Linked DNA regions of Mus musculus: regions 1, 2, 3 and 5 are each linked to region 4. Evidence: chromatin contacts called from public HiChIP or PLAC-seq and promoter capture Hi-C data. All regions are on one chromosome and are shown on one strand. Each heading gives the region's core, a stretch centred on a gene start, on an enhancer-like site or on the middle of the called end of the contact. The rest is flanking DNA. Distances are from core to core; before and after follow the strand shown. Region 1 has its middle 5.3 kb from the start of Gm35704. Region 2 holds the start of Tex26 (testis expressed 26). Region 3 holds the start of Alox5ap (arachidonate 5-lipoxygenase activating protein). Region 4 holds the start of 2210417A02Rik (RIKEN cDNA 2210417A02 gene). Region 5 holds the start of Medag (mesenteric estrogen dependent adipogenesis).

Evidence for each region. Promoter capture Hi-C pulls out the DNA fragments that hold promoters and counts their contacts. HiChIP or PLAC-seq counts read pairs in DNA pulled down with a chosen protein or histone mark.
Region 1: a contact with region 4 is called in a FOXA1 HiChIP or PLAC-seq map of pancreatic cancer cells. The contact joins the enhancer-like site here to the promoter of 2210417A02Rik in region 4. A contact is called at or near these places in 10 of 39 promoter capture datasets (the C10 cell line, the HPC-7 cell line, HPC-7-derived erythroid cells and 6 more) and 1 of 115 datasets of contacts at active chromatin or transcription factors (pancreatic cancer cells).
Region 2: a contact with region 4 is called in a promoter capture Hi-C map of pre-B cells, with 4 times the contacts expected there. The contact joins the promoter of Tex26 here to the promoter of 2210417A02Rik in region 4. A contact is called at or near these places in 4 of 39 promoter capture datasets (HPC-7-derived erythroid cells, hematopoietic stem and progenitor cells, hippocampal neurons and 1 more) and 1 of 115 datasets of contacts at active chromatin or transcription factors (pancreatic cancer cells).
Region 3: a contact with region 4 is called in a promoter capture Hi-C map of pre-B cells, with 5 times the contacts expected there. The contact joins the promoter of Alox5ap here to the promoter of 2210417A02Rik in region 4. A contact is called at or near these places in 6 of 39 promoter capture datasets (the C10 cell line, hippocampal neurons, liver and 2 more) and 1 of 15 datasets of contacts at CTCF or cohesin (large pre-B cells).
Region 5: a contact with region 4 is called in a FOXA1 HiChIP or PLAC-seq map of pancreatic cancer cells. The contact joins the promoter of Medag here to the promoter of 2210417A02Rik in region 4. A contact is called at or near these places in 1 of 15 datasets of contacts at CTCF or cohesin (large pre-B cells), 1 of 484 Hi-C or Micro-C datasets (CD4 T cells) and 2 of 115 datasets of contacts at active chromatin or transcription factors (large pre-B cells and pancreatic cancer cells).

The regions. Positions count from the first base shown.
Region 1 is chr5:149,351,917-149,354,616 of GRCm38.p6, forward strand. No RefSeq gene overlaps it. Among named protein-coding and RNA genes, the nearest start is that of Gm35704, 5.3 kb to the left of the region's middle. RefSeq lists an enhancer at 243-2,451. Within about 2 kb of position 1,440, at least 153 of the 459 cell types and tissues checked have an H3K27ac peak or open chromatin away from gene starts, as enhancers often do. A contact at or near this core is called in hematopoietic stem and progenitor cells and pancreatic cancer cells, where this site is marked.
Region 2 is chr5:149,438,357-149,441,056 of GRCm38.p6, forward strand. It overlaps Tex26 (testis expressed 26), which reads left to right and starts at 1,304. Exons shown (of 7, transcript NM_029464.2): 1 at 1,304-1,431. The coding sequence starts at 1,371.
Region 3 is chr5:149,263,746-149,266,445 of GRCm38.p6, forward strand. Alox5ap (arachidonate 5-lipoxygenase activating protein) reads left to right here and starts at 1,259. Exons shown (of 5, transcript NM_009663.2): 1 at 1,259-1,437. The coding sequence starts at 1,368.
Region 4 is chr5:148,740,404-148,743,103 of GRCm38.p6, forward strand. It overlaps 2210417A02Rik (RIKEN cDNA 2210417A02 gene), which reads left to right and starts at 1,437. Exons shown (of 2, transcript NR_028285.1): 1 at 1,437-1,581; 2 at 2,332-2,700.
Region 5 is chr5:149,410,330-149,413,029 of GRCm38.p6, forward strand. It overlaps Medag (mesenteric estrogen dependent adipogenesis), which reads left to right and starts at 1,420. Exons shown (of 5, transcript NM_027519.4): 1 at 1,420-1,926. The coding sequence starts at 1,649.

The DNA.
Region 1 (2,700 bases), core at 190-2,689, 610 kb after region 4:
CTAGGAGGAGGGAGACACTGGGGAGAGCAAGCCATTGGTGGGGCTTCGGAAGAGTGTTTGTCCGCCTGACCCCCCAAGCCCTGTGATCCCAATTACCCTTGCTCAACCCTCTTCACACAACTATGGGCTGAGACATCCAGTAGTGTGTGCCCAAACAAACCTTTCTTCCTTTTCAACTTGTTTCCCTTGGGTATTTTGTCACAGTAGTGGAAAGTAATTAACAAAGGGACTCTAGACTGATACCTGGTCAGGTTCTTGTGCACGCCAGGGCCGAGAGTCTGTAAAAATAGTTACTTGAATCTGTTGAAGGTCAACTATGTTTCTTCATGTACAGAGGTCCCGGCAGACAGTAGCACAGAGAAAGAGAGGTGTCACCCAGAGGGGACCTTGGTGGGGTGGACAAGGTACATGGGGACAGATCTTGCTATAACTCAAGTGTCTGGGGAGGGACACAGGGACTGTCTCTCCCCATCCCCCGTGGCAGTGACAATGTTTTGGTGATGGTGAATGGCAGTGGAGATGAATCTAGAGCTATGGTACCTTCCCCACTGGAAATGAGGTGAGGGAGGGCGTACTCTCCGATTGTGTAAATACAAGGCTGGGCCCTTTCTTTTTCTAGTCTTCTCTGATTGTGGGTTTTTTTGCATTACTTTTGACTTGCATAAAAACGTTCTTTCTCATTATTGGGTTTTCTTTTAAGTTTTGTGGGGAGAGCTGGCTCACCGGGATCCTGGACTAGTCTAGCAGGGGTACCCATCCTTTTGACATTGCAACATGGTCCTTGACATTTGTAAATAAGGTTGAGCGGCATTCACAGCTATCATGGGCCAGCTGGTGCGAGCCTCTACGGCTGGGAACGCCCATTAGTGGAGGGACTTTGTATTTAGTTTGGTTCTGTTGGGAATAGTTCTAGTGATGGGAGCAGGGATGGTTTGGGGCAGATTCACAGCCTTAGCTGAACCTCAGTTTCTTTATCCGTGGATTGTAATTCGTAGTTGGTTATAGCAGTTGTCGGAGGGCGTATACCAAACAAGACACAGGCACCAGACGTGGCAGGGCCCAGCTAGCAGGACTTCCCTGAAAGGATGCTTCAGGGAAGGTCCCAGGCACTGGAGACTTGAAAGGTGTGGTGGGGCGGGAGGGGACAGGGTGCTTGCTCTTTTGTTCCACTGGGTGGCTAGATGGCAGATGGCTTTGCCTCTCCTGGTGGCGAGGTGTGAGCGAACCTTGGCAGGCAGTACCCCTCCAGGCCCTCTTTCTATCCAAACCCCGCCCCCAGCCCCTCCAGGGGCTCCTGTGACACCATTGCCTGACTCAAAAAGCCACTGGGTCCAAGACCCGCCAGCACACAGACGGCCCCTTTGTCTCCCAGCCACACCTGACTGCTGCAGAGACAAGGCGTTGACGGGAGCTGCTGGCACTTGGCCAGGGCACTTTCAGTAGGGCCATTAGTCATGCCTCTTCCAGAAACCGCCTCATCCAGCAGCCATCAGTCTCTTGGCCCTGGGAGGCCTGGGCGGGTGTTTTTCATTTCCTCTCCGTGTTGATTTTTAAACAACAGCTGCCTTTTGGTTCCAGGGACCCTCCGGGTCAGTCCTGGGCCAAGTAGTCTATACTAGCCCAACAGGACTAAATGCCAGCCTCCACCGGTGGGAGCTGTGGGTCAGAGGGGTCCCCCCAGGAAGCCAAGGGCTCTCACCAGTCGGAGTCCCTGGGCAGCTTTTGTGTTCTGTCCTAGAGGCCTGTGTCAACCGTGGGCTCTGGGAGGTCTTTAGGATTCAGGCTATTCTTTGCTACCGGTTTTAGAAATGTAGGGAGCTCTGTAGAGGGAGGGGACCCCCATGGAAAAGATATGCAAGCAGCCAGAGTGCTTGTCTCAGTGTCCAGCACCAGTAGCCCCCAGAAGCCCAAAAACAGGGGGTTTGGAGAATGGCCTTTGCACTGGAAGGATCTCCAACTGGGGCTTTTATGTTAAGAGAGTCTTGGTACATGGAGCTCTTTATATTAGGGGAATCTTTACGAGTAGTCCTTGTTGGTAGGTGTACTGGCTGGTTTTGTGTGTCAACTTGACACAGCTGGAGTTACCACAGAGAAAGGAGCCTCAGGTGAGGAAATGCCTCCATGAGATCCAGCTGTAAGGCATTTTCTCAACTAGTGATCAAGGTGGGAGGACCCATGGTGGGTGGTGCCATCCCTGGGCTGGTAGTCTTGGTTCTATAAGTGAGCAAGCTGAGAAAGCCAGGGGAAGTAAGCCAGTAAGTGCCATCCCTCCATGGCCTCTGCATCAGCTCCTGCTTCCTGACCTGCTTGAGTTCCTTTGGGGATGAACAGCAGTGTGGAAGTGTAAGCTGAATAAACCCTTTCCTCCCCAACTTACTTCTTGGTCCTGATGTTTTGTGCACCTAAGACAGTAGGTAATCCCTAGAAAGGTGGCACTTTGGTATGAGGGCTACCATTGAGGGTCCCTAACTTCCTGGCATTGAGGAGCCCCTAGCATTGGGGAGGTCCCTGGCCCTGGGGAATCCCTGACAGTCTAAAGCTGGATTGTTGGTACAACCAAACATGAGAGATGTGTTAGAGTGTGTGCTCCCATGATCCCAGGCCTGCAGTGGTTCACAATCTTATTGTTTAGTTGGTCATAGCCAGGCGGCCTGTGAGGAAGGAAGGTGACTGTTCCCTCTGTGTGTGCACGTTAACCAC
Region 2 (2,700 bases), core at 54-2,553, 700 kb after region 4:
TGGTCTCATATTCAGCATCTCCTATTCAGCCGAGATTTAATTATTTATGTAAGATAAACAGGTCATCTCATTAATATGCAACCTCAATAATATGACGTCTCATTAATATGCAAATTTGCTTCATATCTTTCATAGATGGTAAAATTGTATGCACAGCAATGAATTGCTTTTTAAAATAAAGCTCCTCATGGTTCATTATCAATAAACATGTGACCTGTGTATTTGTCTTATATACCTTATATACTCTAGCTGGCATAAAAATTTCTCAGGCACAGTGTGATCACAAGTGGAAAAAAATTAAAAGCCACACTCTAACATGTATAAGTGGGTAGGATCAGCCGGCCAGTGTACAGTAACAAAGTGGCATCCTATGATTGGTACTAGGAATATAGTTTGGGATTTTTTGTATTTATTAAAAATAAGGTCTGGTGTAACCCAGGCTGCCCCTGGACAAACTATGTAGTGGAGGATGACCCTGCTGCATCCATTATCCCTCTGGACTCTCCGTAATTAGCCTGTGCCCAATGTTTCCCTGAAGTAACTAGACACTAGCTTAGGATGCTCTGGGTTGACCTCACACAGACCTGATGCCGAAACTTTTACCTTTCCCTTATACCACATCTTTCTCATCCTTGAGTGTAGTCGCTGTGTCCTACAGATTTCCATGCCAACCTTGCCCAATTTTGCTTACATTGAAAATTATGAATGGACACAAATTTGCGGTTGGGCGTCTGTCTGTCTGCTTCTGGGTTTTTAATATTCGGGGTATTTAATATTTTGAGACAAGGCATCTCTTTCCAGGGTTGGGCTCCTGCCTTAGCCTCCTGAGTTCTCGGATCACCGGTGAGCACCAGTATACCAGGCTAAAATAAACTTTTTTTTTCCAGCCTTTTCCAGTTTGCTCGTATTTGCCAATACATAAAACAATGGCATAGTATTGCAAGGACCAGAGCAGTGTCTCTCCACCTTCCTAATGCTGCGACCCTTTAATATAGTTCCTCATGTGGTGGTGACCCCCCCCCCAACTACAAATTGTTTGGTGGCTACTTCATAACTGTAATGTTGCTACGGTTATGAATTGTAATGTATAATGGTAACATCTGTGTTTCCTGATGGTCTTAGGTGACCCCTGTGAAAAGTTCGTTCGACACCCCCCACCCCCAAGGAGTCGTAGTCCATAGGTTGAGAACTATTGGATTAGGGCACTCCATGAAAGTCAGGAATCAGCGTGATGCGCTCACCCTCTGGGTCCAGGGGCGGAGACTGAGGCGTCTCCATAGCGACGCTTCACAAAGGCACGCGCAGAGGGTGGGGCGCAGAGCGGAGTACTACTGCCTTGTCAGGGCGGGAAGGCGACCTTTTGGGACAAGATGGCCCGGTATAGGAACAAGGTTTCGTGCCCTGCTCAATGTGACCCCAAGCTCCAGTCAAGTAAGACTGCCCACGCTGCGGGTCTGCGGGGCGTGGTGTGCTGTGTGTGCGGTGGAGTTGTTTTAAATAAGGCAGTTTTTTTTTCCCCAAGGGCATCAATCGTGAGAGGTTTGCCTCGCTTTTAGAGATGGCAGGGAGGCGCAAGTGAGTCAGGGAGAAAGATCAGCTGTCCAAAATCACACTCCTGTCCAGCCCTTTATACTCCCCTCTCTAAAACTCTGGGGTGTCCCTTTAAATACTTAAGGAAACCCCTGAGGAGACATGATAAAGCCACAGCTAGTGTCCTTCCAAGGACAACAGAGCCGAAGACAAATGAACAGAACTGGGGACGTAATGGAGGGAGAGAAGGAGTCTGGCTGGTTCTTTAAGTCGCAAACAGCAAATTCAGTGGGGCGGGAGGGAGGGGAGGGGCGGGATCAGCCGGCCAGGGCTGCTCTGTCTGCAGACTGGGCTGGGAGCTGAGCCCTTTTCAAAGGCGCTCTGCCAGGTGACAGATGGAGAGCCTTGCTCTGTGGTTCTGCTTGCGGCGGCGGCAGCGGGTTTACCAGCTCAGCGTTTTGCGTTGGTGAAGAGACATCACCTCCCCTGGCTGTTAGTTGCGACTCGAGTAGCATTATTACTGAGTGCACAGTCAGCGTATCCATCCCTTCGGAGCAATAATGGCCGGCTGCAGCCGTCTAGCCGAGCTGGCTAAGGGGCTGTGAGGATTCTTTAGAATGATGCTCCTAAGAGAACAATGAAGTGGGTGTTTACATTCCAATCTAGTTCTCTGTAAACGAAGAGTGGAAAGCTGGAGTGTGTGTGTGAGGGGGGAGGGCGGGAAGGAGCGTATTCAGTTAAAAAAAATGTTAAATGTTTTCAGATTCTATAGGACGGCGAGGTCAGGAGATGGAGGAGGGAAAAGCTCCCAGGATCCCCAAGGGCACTCCTTAATTTCCATTTCCCTTTTTCTAAACACTCTGTCTGTCAGGTATTTTCCTAGGCCAGTAGTCTCCTTCCTTGTCTGGAACAGATAAGAGTTAGGATTCCTCCTCTTACGGAATTGATCACGTACCCCAGGACTTCCGGTGCTGCACAAACTGCCAGGGACTCTACTGTCTACACTCAGTACCCAATGCCAAATGTTCAGACTGAACTATCCCGCTCTTGATCAGGCAGTTTCCATGCATGGCCCAGAGGCCCCTGTGCCTCAGTGTGGACAAAAATCACCTTCCTGTCCTCCTTGGAACCTTCCAGAAGTTGAGAGTACAATGAAGAGGGCCCAGGCTG
Region 3 (2,700 bases), core at 9-2,508, 520 kb after region 4:
GGTTCTAGTTCCTCAAGTGCCATCCACTTTATCTCTTGAAGCAGGGTCTTTCCCTGCCTGGGACTCTCCATTAAGCTAGGGTGGCTGGCCAGTGAGCCTGAGGATGCTCCTGCCCCTCTTCCTGTAATATTGGGGTTACACACATTCTACCACACGTGGCTTCTTAGGTGATGTGGGGACTGAACTCAGGTCCTCAAGCTTGCATGGAAAACACTTTCCAATGAAGCTGTCTCCCAAGTCCCATAGTTTTATTTTATTGCAGGAAAGGAGCCACTGGTTGTCTTATCATTCATTCACTCCTTCTTTCCTTCACCCATCCATCCACTCACCTATCCATCCACTCACCCATCCATCCACTCATCCATCCATCCATTCACCCATCCATCTAATCACCCATCCATCCATTCATCCATCCATCCATTCATCCATTCACCCATTCACCCATCTATCCATTCACCCATCCATCCATTCACCCCAGCCTATGTGGCTGCTATTCTGCACTGTACAATGTGTCAAATGACATTTATTTACCAGGAGGAATTCAAAGAACCAAGGGCATACTCAGGACGCACGTCTTTTTGGTGCTGTATTCATTTTATTTCCTTTTCTTTTTCTTCTTTTTTTAAATCTCATTTTCCCTTTTCTTTATTTTTGCCAGTGTAAGAAGTGGTAGTGGCTCCGGGCTCCTCGTGCTGTGCAGGGTCCAGATTTCATGCTTATGCTCCTAGCGAGGCTGCCCATAGTAAGCAACATCAAAGAATACGCTGCACTTCCCTCTCCCTCTGACTCTGTGACTCCTGGAAGGTAACTCAAAACCACAGGTCCTGCAACTTTGTTGAATAACAATTAGAAGAGGAAGAATGAAAACTAAAGGCAGAAGAAGGAGGAGGAGCAAGGGTAGGAATGGGAGGAGCAAGAGGTGGAGGAGTAAGGGAAGGAAGGAGAGAAAGAGAAGAAAGGGGAAGGGAGATGAAAGAAGAAGGGGAGGGAAAAGGAGCAAGAGGAGAAGTAGGAGCAAAGTGAGGAGGTAGAGCAAGAGGAGGAGGGAAGGGGCAATAGGAGGAGGAGCAGGTGGAGGAGGGAGAGGAGCAAAAAAGGAGGGGGAGCAAGGGGAGAGGGTAGTGCAAGAGGAAGAGGGAAGGAGCAAGGGGAAAGGGAGGAGCAGGAAGAGGGGAGGAGCAGGAACAAAAGGAGGGGGAGGAAGAAGAGGGGGACAAGGGGAGGAGCAGGAGCACTGAGTGGCTGTGCTGGGGACCTTTGGAAACTGATGGTAAAAGGCAGAGCACAGCCTGGCACTTCCCCTTTCTGCGCAGGAAGGCTGAGGTGCTAGCACCAGCCTGGTTGTCTCTGGCGGGCCTGAAGCAAGCATGGATCAAGAGGCTGTGGGCAACGTTGTGCTCCTGGCCCTTGTCACCCTCATCAGCGTGGTCCAGAATGGTAAGGGCCCTTCCTCAGGGAGAGCAGGGGTGCTGGAAGCCAGGCACACACCATTCTGTGTGCACTATGCACACGTCTGTATTTATTGCTGTGTACGTGAGTGTGCAGGGGTGGGTCCTGTTCTGTGTGAGTTTGGGGTTTCCTTCTCTCACTTGAAGGATGATGTCAGGTGTGTTTGCAGAGGATGGAGAGCAACCTGAAGGGCTGGTGAGAAACTTGGCCCAAGTGTCTTGGTGGAGCAAGGGCATGAAGGGTGGAAGAGGAGGGCCAGCCTGGAGAGAGTGTGGGGGTCTGTGCTCCCTTGGACACCCGCCTGAATGAGCCAATTTGCAGCAGGACCCAGGTCGTCTGTCGTCTGTGTCAGGCAAGGGGTAGTCTTGCGAGCTATAAAGGAGAAAGTCTTTATCATCTTTTTACTTCTGTACTTAAATAAGTTCTTTTGAAGAAACATCAAAGAACAATGCGTAAGGCTATTTTTAGTTTTGTTTTGTTTTGTGGTCCTGGGGATAGAACTCAGGGCCCTGCATACCTTCTGTATATTCTCTACTACACATCTATGCCCCAGCCTTTTGGTGTACAGCTTTACACACACACACACACACACACACACACACACACACACACACACACACACACGTCTGTCTGTCTGTCTGTCTGTCTGTCTGTCTGTCTGTCTGTCAGTCAGTCAGTCATGTTCTATCCATCTATCTATCTCAACCTTCCTAGCCCTTTGACACAGTATCTCAGGTTGTGGTGACGCCCAAGCATAAATTATTTTTGTTGCTACTCCATAACTGTCATTTTGCTGCTGTTAAAGATTGTAATATAAATAAATACCTGTGCTTTCTAATGATCTGAGGTGAATTCTGTGAAAGGGTCATTTGACCCCCAAAGGGTTCATGATCCTCACGACTCACATCTATCTATTTACCTATCATCTATTTATATATAAGTCCTATCTATTATCTGTCTGTCTGTCTATGTATTTATCTATTATCTATCATCTGTCTGTCTGGGGAAATGTTCCTATTTCTTAGTATTGCCATTAAACACACACACACACACACACACACACACACACACACACTCTCACGCATGCACGCACGCACACACACACGCACGTCTGTTTTTCTATCTATCTATCTATCTATCTATCTATCTATCTATCTATCTATCTATCTATCATCTATCTATAGTTTAAGATAAATAATTAAGAGTTAAAGAACTAAGCAGGACACAGATCTGTGTAGGGCTGTCACCTTA
Region 4 (2,700 bases), core at 187-2,686:
TTGCTCAAACTCACTGTTGAGTGCAGACGGAGAGCCGGTGTCAAAAGGTCTGTGCTATCACCTGACTTCCTCCTCGGTAGAAGAAAGAGCTTAAATAGCTAGGCCTTGTGTGTGTGTGTATGTGTGTGTGTGTGTGTGTGTGTGTGTGTGTTGCCAAGGTATAATTCCCCCACCTGTTTCCAGATGGACACATCCTGGCAGAGGAAGCGCCCAGGGGTGTTTAATGCCAGGGGCTGCCAGAGGCTTGTAAACAGGGCCATAGACAACACCCGCACCAACAATTATACCCAAGGCCGAAAAGCAGCCAGTGGTGTGTCACCTCCCATCTGCACAAGCTACAGCCACAATTTGCCGAGACAGCACCTTGTATGTCTAGAAAAGCCAGACCCAGATATTTCTGGGCCCAAGGACAGCGGGCTTCCTCATTAAAAAAAAAAAAAATTATCAGACAGATAACCACTTAAAGTTTGAAAGTGTCATAACTCAGCCACCCAGACACATGCCAAACACCACCTCTTTTTCTTTTCTGTCCTCCCAAGTACAGATGTTAATTAGGGGTCATTGAAAGGCCTCGTGCATGCAGCTGCTGACCTCCTGGAGACCGCCCACTGGTGACCTTCAGGAATGACCAAGTTCAAACACCAAGCCGCTTTCGATTTAATCACAGGCTGCGGCTAGCTGCAAACACCCCTGTGCAAACAGGGCGCTTAGGAGAGGGAGCCAGTTCTGCAAACAAACAGCACTGGGCAGACACTCAGCTCTCAGAAACCCTGAAGGCTGACATCACAACCCCAGGCTCCAAGCCAGAAATTCTGTAGGCCCTGACCCAGCCACAGAGGGCGGGAGGTTTGCTCAGAATTTATTGGGAAGCTGTGGATAAATTTCCTTTAGAGTTACCTGATGAGTGTGGCGCTTTGTGACAGTTAATCTGGATGTGTTCTGCAGCCAATATGGAGGGGGTGTCATTGTCAAATTCCTGTTTTGAGTTGATAAAGGCTTAAACAGAAATGGACCTTCGATGATTCAGCTTACTCTTACCAAGTGTTTACTACGCACCCCGGAAGAGCCATTCATGCGGCAAATACTTATTGAGCACCTACTATGAGGTAGGCTCTGGAGACACAGTGGTCCCCATCTGTTGATCATTTTGCAGGCTGGAGAGGAGCTCAGACGTGAAGGCATGATGTGTGTGATGCTGAAGAGCCGAAGGAAATGGGATAGTGCCAAGGGAGACTTCTGGAGCCACTGGAGACTTCCGGGTGCGGGGAGCTCAAAGAGCTGCCCCCATGGAAATGAAGTTTAGTTTATAAACTGATTGAATTGGGGAAAGCCCAGTGGGGCTCCACCCATCCTTCTCTCGGGCTTCCTGCAAGAAGCACCGGAAGTGAGTTCGAGAAGCCTGAAGGGAACTGTAGTTCGGTTTGTAGAACTTGCTGGAAGAGCAGGAAGCAGTTAACAGAAGCTTTGTAAACTCTGAACTCAGACTCTGTGCTAGGACCCGCGGCTGCGCGGGTTTCACAGGAAAGTTAGATGACGACACGGTCTTGCTTCTCCTTTCCAGTCACCCTCAAAGAGTCCAAGGTATGAGTGGCTGGCAGAGAGGGCAGGTGGGAGCACTCGGGACCTGACTGGGGACAGGGGAGATGGGGCAACAGTGGGGGTGTTGGGGAGGGCGACCTGGCAAGGCAGGTGGGAAGGGTGACCCCTGCCACAGAGCTCTGGGCGAGCAGAAGAAAATTCACAGAGCCGCAAGCTGAGTCAAGAAGCCCGAGAGAAGGATGTGTGGAGCAGGACATGGCAAATTCTCTTAACTATTGAACCATCTCTCCAGCCCCTCTTTCTCTCTTTTCAAAGATTTATTTTTATTTTATGTGTATGAACGTTTGCCTGCATAAATGTCTGTGCACCACATGGATGCAATACCCATAGAGGCCAGAAGGGGGCATCAGATTCCCAGGACCTGGAAATTCCCAGGCACTTTCACATGGTTGGGAGCCACCAGGCCCTTTGGAAGAGCAGCCAGTGTTCCTAACCACAGAGCCATCTCTCTAGCCCCTTTAGAATCTCCTTTTTAAGGGCCTTAATTCTAACTGTTACAATGTCCAACTCTTTGCTGCACCACACTTGGTACCTGAGAGCAGAGATATGTTTAATCGCCTTAGCAGTCTGCTGGGTCAGAAAAGGAAAGAAGAGAGTCTGTTTGCAGGAACTGTAATCTAAGTCTGAGAAAGCAGCTGTGATTCCCACCTGCTGTGCACCCTGAGGGGAATCCTGGGAAAGGAACAGCACACAGTTCCGCCTCTGTCTTTCTTCCCTACATCCCTCTCTCAGGAAGTAAGCCTTCCCGTATCTTGTTCTCGGTTGAAGGACCCGTTGAAGCCCCTCTATTCCTAAGGAAGAAAAGAAAAACCGTTCTCCAGGAGATGATCTGAAAGAGTCAAGCTTTGGATTCTATATGTCTTGAAGCCGTCATTTGAGTGACCCTTGCCCTTGTGCATTAAGAATTCTCCAGCAGGAAACTGAACAGTATTGATTAGATTTGAAGATATGGCTGGAGAGTAGGCTCGTCAGTTAAGGTTATATACCACTCTTGCAGAGGACTGAGTTCAGGTCCCAGCACCCACAATGCCTGAGACTCTTGCTTTGGGAATCCAAGTTATCTGCCTGTACCTACATACCCCGCACCCCAAGACACATACA
Region 5 (2,700 bases), core at 170-2,669, 670 kb after region 4:
CTCTTAACTATAAGCATAAGCCTTGCATTGTCTCCTGTCACTTATCCCAGCAACTCCATTTCTGAGAGGGGAGGGAGTGCAGAAAAGATGGAAAGTGTAATGGTGTGTTACCATAGTAAGAGAAAACAAAGTGATTTTAATGTTGCAGTAAAGGAAAGTCTAGACAAAGAAGAGTGCATTCCTTTGATGGAAAATAGCTTAGTGGTTTGAAATAGTTTACCAAGGCAGTGCTGTTTGAAACACAACGTGCTTCTTACCATCAAATGAAGCAAGCAGAATAAAAATTCTACAACACCTGGGGTGAGGGTGCTGGAGAGATGATGGTTCGGTGGTTATGAGGTGTGCATACATACATGCAAACACTCATACACACACACACACACACACACACACACACACACACACAAATAAAAATAACTTAAAACCTTCAAAAGTAAATGGCAAAAGTGAAATGTAGCAGAAATGCTTCTGTTTGAATCAATTAAACCCAGGCTCTATGGAGGCTCTCAGAGACAAACTGAAGATAGACTCTAAATTTTACCTCTCGGCGCTGCCTGGAGTCTCATGCCAGCTTACCGAGAGCAGAGACTCAGTCAATGTAATTGCTGGAACACATGCCTGCTCCTCTGTTAGACTACAAGTTGGATGATAACAGGGGTTGTGGTTATCCACCCACATTCTCAGGATTTAGCTTATTCTTCATCTTCTACTAGATAGGCTGGAAATAGTCATTTAATTAAATTGAAAGGAATAGTCTTTTCATCCCTCAGGAGACGTGTGAGCACGTAGCCAGAGCACTCAAATATTTATAAACTGAGCAAATTAACAGATTCTGGGACTAGGGCTGGGAAGGCCTGCTAGGGGACTTCCCGCTTGAATCCAAGCACAAAGCTGTCAAGGGGCCACCGGGCAGCGAAAAGCAAGAGGGTCAAGGTCTGGAGTGCACAGGGGATGCAGGAAAACCTTTTGGGAAAGTGGCAGGCCTTCATGGAAGGATGCTGGGTGGGAACCCGCTCCAGGAAGTGCTGAGAGAAGGAAAAGCTGGGTCATCTAGGTGGAGGTGGAGTGAGCTGCAGACAGATGAGGCATAGAATGGGGGATGTAGATACGGATGCAGCAACTCCCAGCCTAAGCTGACAGCCCCTGGGCCCCAGGTGGAGAAGTGGTCAGGAACGCTTTGTGGTACCTGAGGGATTAATCGGCGCTGAGCCAGGCCTGGGCATCTGTCGTGGGGAGGATGCTGCACCATGCAGTGTGGACCAGGCAGGGAGGGCCCCGCGCGGGGGCTGAGTGTCTGACCCGAGTGGGATGACTAAGTTAGTCTTGGCTGTGAGCAGGCGAGGTGGGAGCATGCCAAGTTATGAAACACTGATTGCTCTGCCGGAGCGGAGGAGCATCTGGGGTCCTGCCTGGGGGCCGGAGGGGCGTGCCTGGTGCCTGATAAAAGGGGCTGCGCAGCGCGGGGACCGCTTTCTCAGTGTCCTGCCTGCAGCGCTCCACAAGGGTGGGCAACCTTCAAGGTGACAAGAGGGCTCCTGAGCTACTTACTACTTGCACGCAGCCCAAGGTAGCTCGGGACAGACCACAGATTTACTCCTCCCACTTAGCGACCCTCAGGGTAGGAAGGGGACAGAGCCACAGCCTGAGTATGGCCACTGCAGCGTGCGAGCCTGTGGCCAGACCCAGCCTGACCTCCATTTCATCCGGGGAGCTGCGCAGTCTGTGGACGTGCGACTGCGAGCTGGCCCTGCTGCCCCTGTCGCAGCTGCTCCGCCTACAGCCTGGTGCCTTCCAACTGCGCGGTGAGCAGCTCCTGGTGCCCGGGCCCGGGGAACCCGCGGCCGCACGTGGGGGCTTCAACGTCTTCGGGGACGGCCTTGTGCGCCTAGAAGGGCAGCTCTATCGCCTCAGCAGCTACATCAAGAGGTAGGTGGCCACACCGTGTGCTCTAGCCTGGAGCAAATCCTCTATCTGGCTGCTGCCCTGTCTCTGGTAGACTGGGGACTGGAGATGGAGATAACCTACCTGCCACCCTACAGCCCGAACCCTCCTCCCCCCAGCCCCCAAGCAGGTAACTAGGGCGTTTTGCTGAGAATGTAGGGAGGATCGGGTGGGAAGCACACTCAGTCCCACCCAACAAGCTGGTGGCAAGTTTTTTCCATTCTGCCCTTAAACTAGGTCGGATGAGCTCAGTGTGCAGGCACAACCCTCAGGAGATGTCTTGGATGCGGATCCTCGCACCTAGCTTTAGTTATGAGCGAGAATAACTTTATGCAGCTGGAGCATGCAGATAGTTCATTTTCCCAGAGTAATTGCTCTCTCGGTGTTTCTTAAACCAAGCAACTATAGTGAAGAAGAAAAAGGGCCCCCAGAACCCCAGACCCCGTGTTGGCTCTTGGGTGAATAGACAGCTTGGGCAGAAATAAGGGCAAAGATAGCTTCGTGGTTTTTTGCAGAGCACTGTGAGACCCTGGCCTTTATCCAGTGGTCCTCAGGAGCTGTCGTGGCCAAGAGGACTCAGACGTCCATTGGTAGGCTTGAAGCTGGCAAGGATGTGGAAGCCAACTTTGATCTCAGCATTACCGGGTCACCTTGAAGGAATAGGGTACATGGCCCTCATCCATGTATAATAGGGTGCTCAGTGCCCCAGAACCAAGTGAGTCTGGAGTCTGAGCGATCCGCAGCCGGCCCGATTGTGAA